Linked DNA regions of Zea mays: region 2 is linked to region 1. A link is a contact called in public Hi-C data. All regions are on one chromosome and are shown on one strand. Each heading gives the region's core, a stretch centred on a gene start, on an enhancer-like site or on the middle of the called end of the contact. The rest is flanking DNA. Distances are from core to core; before and after follow the strand shown. Region 1 holds the start of LOC100281182 (calcium ion binding protein). Region 2 holds the start of LOC100194357 (nucleic acid binding protein).

Region 1 (2,902 bases), core at 231-2,730:
GGCATCAACATGGCCAGGTTTAAGATCAATTGCTGTCTGAAACTCCTGGATGGCACGGTCATCCTCCCCTACTGCATGCAGAGCGGACCCAAGGTCACAGTGCGCATCAGCATAGTCTTCCTTCAAGAAGATGGCCTCCTCCAGTGCCTTCTCAGCAGCTCGGTACTCCCCAACGCCAAAGAGAGCGCTCCCCAGGAGCTTGAGTGCCCTGGCATGAGATGGACACAGTATGGCAGCTTCTCGGTAATGCTCACAGGCACCAAGTACCATCCCCTCGGCCTCCATGGCAATACCAAGGTTGACATGGATCTGCGGGAGAATGTCCGCGGACTGTGAGCCGCCAGCCTCCGCGGCCTCAAGGGCGAGGAGGTACTCCTCCTTGGCTTCTGCATGGCGACCGAGGGCGTACAGGCAGTTCCCCGCGCGGAAGTGGGGACGGACGTCAGTGGGCTGCAGCTCACAGGCGCGGCGGAAGCTGGCTAGGGCGTCTCGGAAGAGGCGGTGCTCAGAAAGCGCCCGGCCGATGACCATGTGGTTGTCGAATGCCTCCTCGCGCGAGCGGGAGGCGTCGGCGCGCGTGCGGAGCACGGCGAGTTCCTTGACGAAGGTGAGGTAGTCGCGGCTCGTCTCGTCCCACGGAGCGGCGGTGGATGCGGAATCCGCCGCGCCGGAGATCTCCCTGGACCACCCGGCCTCGGAGAAGGAGTCGAAGTTGTTGTTGCCGGCGCCGTCGATGGAGCCCTTCCGCAGCTGCTTTGAGCGGAGGCGCTTGACGAGTATCTCCAGGTCGTCGAGGAGTCCCCAGGAGGAGTCGAAGGCGATGCCGTGGTTGGGCGAGGTCGCCCAAGCCGGCGCGGCGACGGCGGCGCGGGAGCTGACCGACGGCGCAGCGCCGCCGGCGCCGAGCGGCTTGGCGTGGTCGTCGAGCAGCGATGCGGCGGCGGCAGCCCCGGAGGGCGGGGAGGAGTGGGCGGCAGCGTCCCCTGCGGCGATGTCCGGGGAGGAGGCGTCGGAGTCGACGGCGGGTAGGGAGAGCGCGAGAAAGTCGCGGTCGACGTCCCCGGCGCCGTCATCGTAGGTGCGAAGCAGCCCTAGTAGGGAGAGGCCCCTGCCGTCGGGGAGGATGAATTCGCCGTAGGTGTGGAACACCTCGTCCAGGATGGCGGAGATCTGGTCCTCGCTGAACTTGACCCGCGGGTTGACGGCGACGACGAGGGCGGCCATCTCGTTCCGGTCTAGCCCGCCGTCCCCGTTGGTGTCGAAGCGCTCGAAGATCCTCCTCACCTTCTCCGCCCGCGACCCCCGGCCGGCCGACGCCGCGGACGCGGACAGCGCCATTACGGCCCGCTGCGCACGGGAAAAACCAGCCGGATTACGGCGAAAATTCGGGCACGCAGCGCGGGCGCAGCGACGGCACGGGTAGGGGATTTGATGCGGGAAGGGGGAGTTCAAGAATGCCGGGTGGGCCCGGCCAGGATGGAGAGCGGAGAGGAGGGGAGGACGGAGCGGAAGGGGCGGCGGAGTCGTGTGCTGGACTGCTGGCTACTTGCGACTGCTAACGAGAGGAGACGATGCTAATGATGACGGTGGATGGGTGGGCACGACCGCACGAGGGGTGGCAGTGGCACCGCGTTGGCAAGCCTGGCTCGCAGCGTTCGTTAGGTTCACATGGATAGGGCGCTCCGCCGTCCGCCCCCGCGCCGGTGCTCGTTCCGCCCGCCCGCCCGCCACTGGTCAACATCGGCGCGGGTTTGGGCTGGACTTTGGAGAGACACAAGATACGCTAGCTGCTCGCCGATGGCGGCGGGGCCGGGGCGCGTCTCGCTCTCGCGCGTCGCTGTGCTGCTGTAGTGCTGTGAGCGGTGGAGTGGCAGTACGGTACAGCTGCGGCGACAGCAGCTGGATGGGTGAGGGATCTGCCCGAGACCAATCGTATAATTGTCCATGGATATATAACTCGAAAATCTTAAAGCAGCAGCAGCAGATGGCTCTTTTTAAGAGATTGATCTGTTCAATATCCAAATTACCAAATCTATGGAGGATGCTTTGCACTCCACGCAACACTTTGACTTCTTATTTTACAGGTATATTGAATTTTACAAAACCTTGTGGCAGAAGAAGCCTTCGCTTACAAGTTGACACTCTTTATTGACATATACATAATTAATACTTTCGAATTGTATAATACTTAAACCATAGAAAGGCAGTAGAGGGCAGCCGCACTTTGAGGCTATTCATTCAAGCTCATCAAAATTTAAATAAATTAGAGAAACTTATATAAATTAGAGAAAAAAATCAAGATAGGAATCCAATCCAGGTCACAGAAATCGCACATGAATTTTATAGAAATCGATCCAATTTCTTAGCAGCAAAAAAACACAGGGATCGGATAAATTTCACATAAATCAATTCAATTTAGCAGCGAAAACACAGCACTGGTGAAATTTCCTGAGTTCCAAACACTGCCTGAAAGGGTCTGCTAATGGAAATACATAGACGGTAACAATCAGTCGCACAAGACAAACTCTGCCAAGTCTACTAGGGGCACAAACCAACAATAAGCTTCGCAAAGAAATTTGCTGCGTTAAATCTACCATAAACGGCAGTCTTTTTTTGATCCAGTGGCAAGTCAATAGTGGTACATAGGTTCTGAACTTCGGCAATAGATTGACGTATTAACATAGCAGTATCTCGTACGATACTAATGTGATACATAAATTATATTCTATGCATAATATATCTCCATGCCAAGTATCTTGGAGGACTGGCACAGGGGGCAGATGCTCAGCTTGCTCTCGCACTCCTTGCATAGACAAAGATGCCGACACGGCAGCAAGAGCATGCATGCCTCACTTGATTTACAGACCCTGCAAGCCGTTAAATTCTTCGGTTGTCTGTTCTC
Region 2 (2,902 bases), core at 201-2,700, 180 kb before region 1:
TGATTATTATATCTACCATTCTGCAGAACTTGGAAATCCATATGCAACAATCTAAAGCTAGCAGGCAAACAATATATGCTCATTGATATAACAACTTAGACCACTACTGCAGAAGCCATATTCAAAATTTCAAAATAGCCAAGCGAACTGAAATTGCAACGACATAATTAACTCAGTAAGCCTCTTCACACAATCAGGAAAAGAAAAAAAAGCACTTTCAATAGAAGTAGCTATAGCCAGGTACTTACCAATATAGCCACTGAAAGAACTCTTGAGAAGCTATTTTTGCACACAAAGCAAGCAACCATCACCTGTGTGAGATAATAGAAAGAGTGGATGTATTAGATAGTTCAGCATGGGGTACGGGAACGAATGGCATTGGCTAGCGCTTCTATGGAGCAGTGGAGCACTGAGTCGTGTGCATGGACTCGAGTGGTCTCCTTTTGGTTCAGAGCATGGCGCGAGCCGTACTGCAAAGCCCATCGCTAAAAAAAAGAGACATATTGAAAGCCATCAGAACATCTTCTTCGGAATAGAATAAGATATAAACCGTACGTAAGCCAGAACGACAAAGTGTTGACAGCGAATCTTGCGAACCCCGGTCTGCCTTTGTGAAGATTTGAGATGCAGTAGTTCGCGAGTCCCTCGGATCCCCATATGCTCTTGAGTACAAACCCCTACAGCTCGTTTTGCCGTGGCGGGAGCTGCAGTCGAGCGCTAGCAAGCACGGGGATCTCTGCGCGGTCAGACTGCAGCTGCATCTTGTCTCTGCTTTCGTCTCGCCTCGCCGCCCGTTATCATCATATACTACCAGCCAGCCAAGGGCAGCGCGGCAGCCGCCAGGGACAGCAGCCCCGCATGCGTGCTCCCCGCGGACGACGAGACCAGGCCGTTGGGCAGAGCGCCAGAGCGCCAAGCCATTTTTACGTGGGCTGGGCACCTGCACCAGGTAGTGAATAATGGAGTCGGTGTGGGTCAGTGTGCTAGACGTGAACATGATGAGCCATGGAGATCGGTGTGGACTGTGGAGGCAGGACGTCGGGCCTTTCAACAATGATGATAGATGGCTCTCCCCATCCTTGCACGTTCCAATACTCCAGGCTCCCGTCCCGATCCCGATCGATCGTCGGCCGGTAGCTTGTCCACACCCATGGCAATGGCGTGCGCGTCATTCCCCTCTCCCCCCGCCTATGCAATGCAAGTCTACAGCGTCCTCGGTGTGAGTGTGACGATGCATGCATGGCGCTGAAAGATCATGGCCGCAGCAGCAGTAGCTGCATGCTTTGCCGGTTTGCCCTTCCTGCGTCTGCGTAGGAGTAGTGCGTATAGACACCCTGTTGCTGTCACGCCGCCGGATTTCCTTTTTGCACTCGGCTTCCGTACCCAACCAGCACATAGTACATAGCACAACACCCTTCTCCTCTTTTAAGCACCCTGCCTTCTTTCCCCCTGCGCTTTCCACCTCCGTCATTCCATCACTTCCCGGCCGGCTCCAGCTTTGCTTCCTCCGCTCGCCTGTCAGAGGATTCCTCGCTTTACGCTTCTCGACTTCTCGCCGCGCCGCGCAGACGTGATCTGAGTTGAGTCCGTGACGATCGACGCTGAGGCCGGTAAAGATCGAACGGAGATGGCAGCGGGCAGTGGTGGTGGTGGTGGTGGCTCGCTGCTGCTGCGCGGCTTCCTGTCCCTCTTCTTCCTCCTGTTCCTCCACATTGGCCACGGCGGCAGCTGCTGCTTCTCGCCCGGCGCTGCCGCGCGGGCGCAGCAGGAGGAGGACGAAGCAGCGGAAGCCGACGGCAAGGTAGTAGGAGGCGGCGGTGGGAGCAACAAGAGGAGGAAGATATCGCCGTTGATCTTCTCCCCGGCAGCGTCGTCCACTGCCGTTACAGCCAGCGACGATAGCGCCGGAGCCCCGCGCAGGCACGTGTCGTCTCTCGCCGCCAGCCTCCGTCTCTACCTCCACCGCATCTTCCGCTCCGGGTCGACCGGGACCAAGAATGGCGGCACCGTCGTCGCGGGAAGGGACGGAGAGGAGGAGGCGGTGGCCACCACCGTGTCTTCGCCGATTGCCCAGTCGCTGCCGCATCAGCCTTCGTCGACGTCCGTGGTGCTGTCCACGCCGTCGTCGCCGTGCGCGTGGTCGTCGCCGTTGATGATGTCGCCGCTCTCGGTGCGCTCCCTCAGCGCCACCCCGTTCCCGTCGTCGCCGCAGCAGAAGCTGCTGCAGGCGAGCAGGCAGTCGTTCCGGTCGTTCGCCGCCCGCGGCGACGTGTTCCCTTGCAAGGTGTGCGGCGAGGTGCTGGGCAGGCCGCAGCTGCTGGAGCTCCACCAGGCGATGAAGCACTCCCTGTCGGAGCTCACCCACCTGGACTCCAGCCTCAACATCATCCGCATGATCTTCCTCGCCGGGTGGAGGCCCGCGGCGTCCGGTGCCGGTGCCGGTGCCGGTGCCGGCGAGGCCCCCGCGGTCCGCCGCGTCCTCAGGATCCACCACAACCCGCGCGCGCTGGCCCGCTTCGAGGAGTACCGCGACCTGGTCCGCGCCCGGGCCGCCCGGCGCTGCGGCGGCGAGGGCGCCGTGGTGGAGGAGCGCTGCATCGCGGACGGCAACGAGCGCCTGCGCTTCCACTGCTCCACCATGCTCTGCTCCCTGGGCGGCGGCGTGTGCGGGAGCCCCTACTGCTGCGTGTGCAGCACCCTGCGGCACGGGTTCGCGGGCAAGCAGGCCGACGTGGACGGCATCGCCACCTACGCCTCCGCGTGGACCGCGCACGCGTCCCTGCCCGCCGACGTGGAGCGCGAGTTCGCCTTCCTCCAGGTGCGCCGCGCCATGCTGGTGTGCCGCGTCGTGGCGGGACGCGTCGCCCGGGGCCCCGCGGACGACAAGGTGGCCTACGACTCC

Evidence for each region. A called contact is a pair of places that touch in the nucleus more often than the background predicts.
Region 2: a Hi-C map of endosperm shows a contact between it and region 1, with 2.9 times the contacts expected there. The contact joins the promoter of LOC100194357 here to the promoter of LOC100281182 in region 1. A contact is called at or near these places in 8 of 25 Hi-C or Micro-C datasets (bundle sheath, ear, endosperm and 4 more).

What each region holds. Positions count from the first base shown.
Region 1 is chr1:37,980,259-37,983,160 of Zm-B73-REFERENCE-NAM-5.0, reverse strand. It overlaps LOC100281182 (calcium ion binding protein), which reads right to left and starts at 1,480. Exons shown (of 1, transcript NM_001154101.3): 1 at 1-1,480. The coding sequence starts at 1,338. It overlaps LOC100282337, which reads right to left. Exons shown (of 4, transcript NM_001155249.2): 4 at 2,561-2,902. The coding sequence ends at 2,726.
Region 2 is chr1:38,159,263-38,162,164 of Zm-B73-REFERENCE-NAM-5.0, reverse strand. LOC100194357 (nucleic acid binding protein) reads left to right here and starts at 1,450. Exons shown (of 1, transcript NM_001139392.2): 1 at 1,450-2,902. The coding sequence starts at 1,628.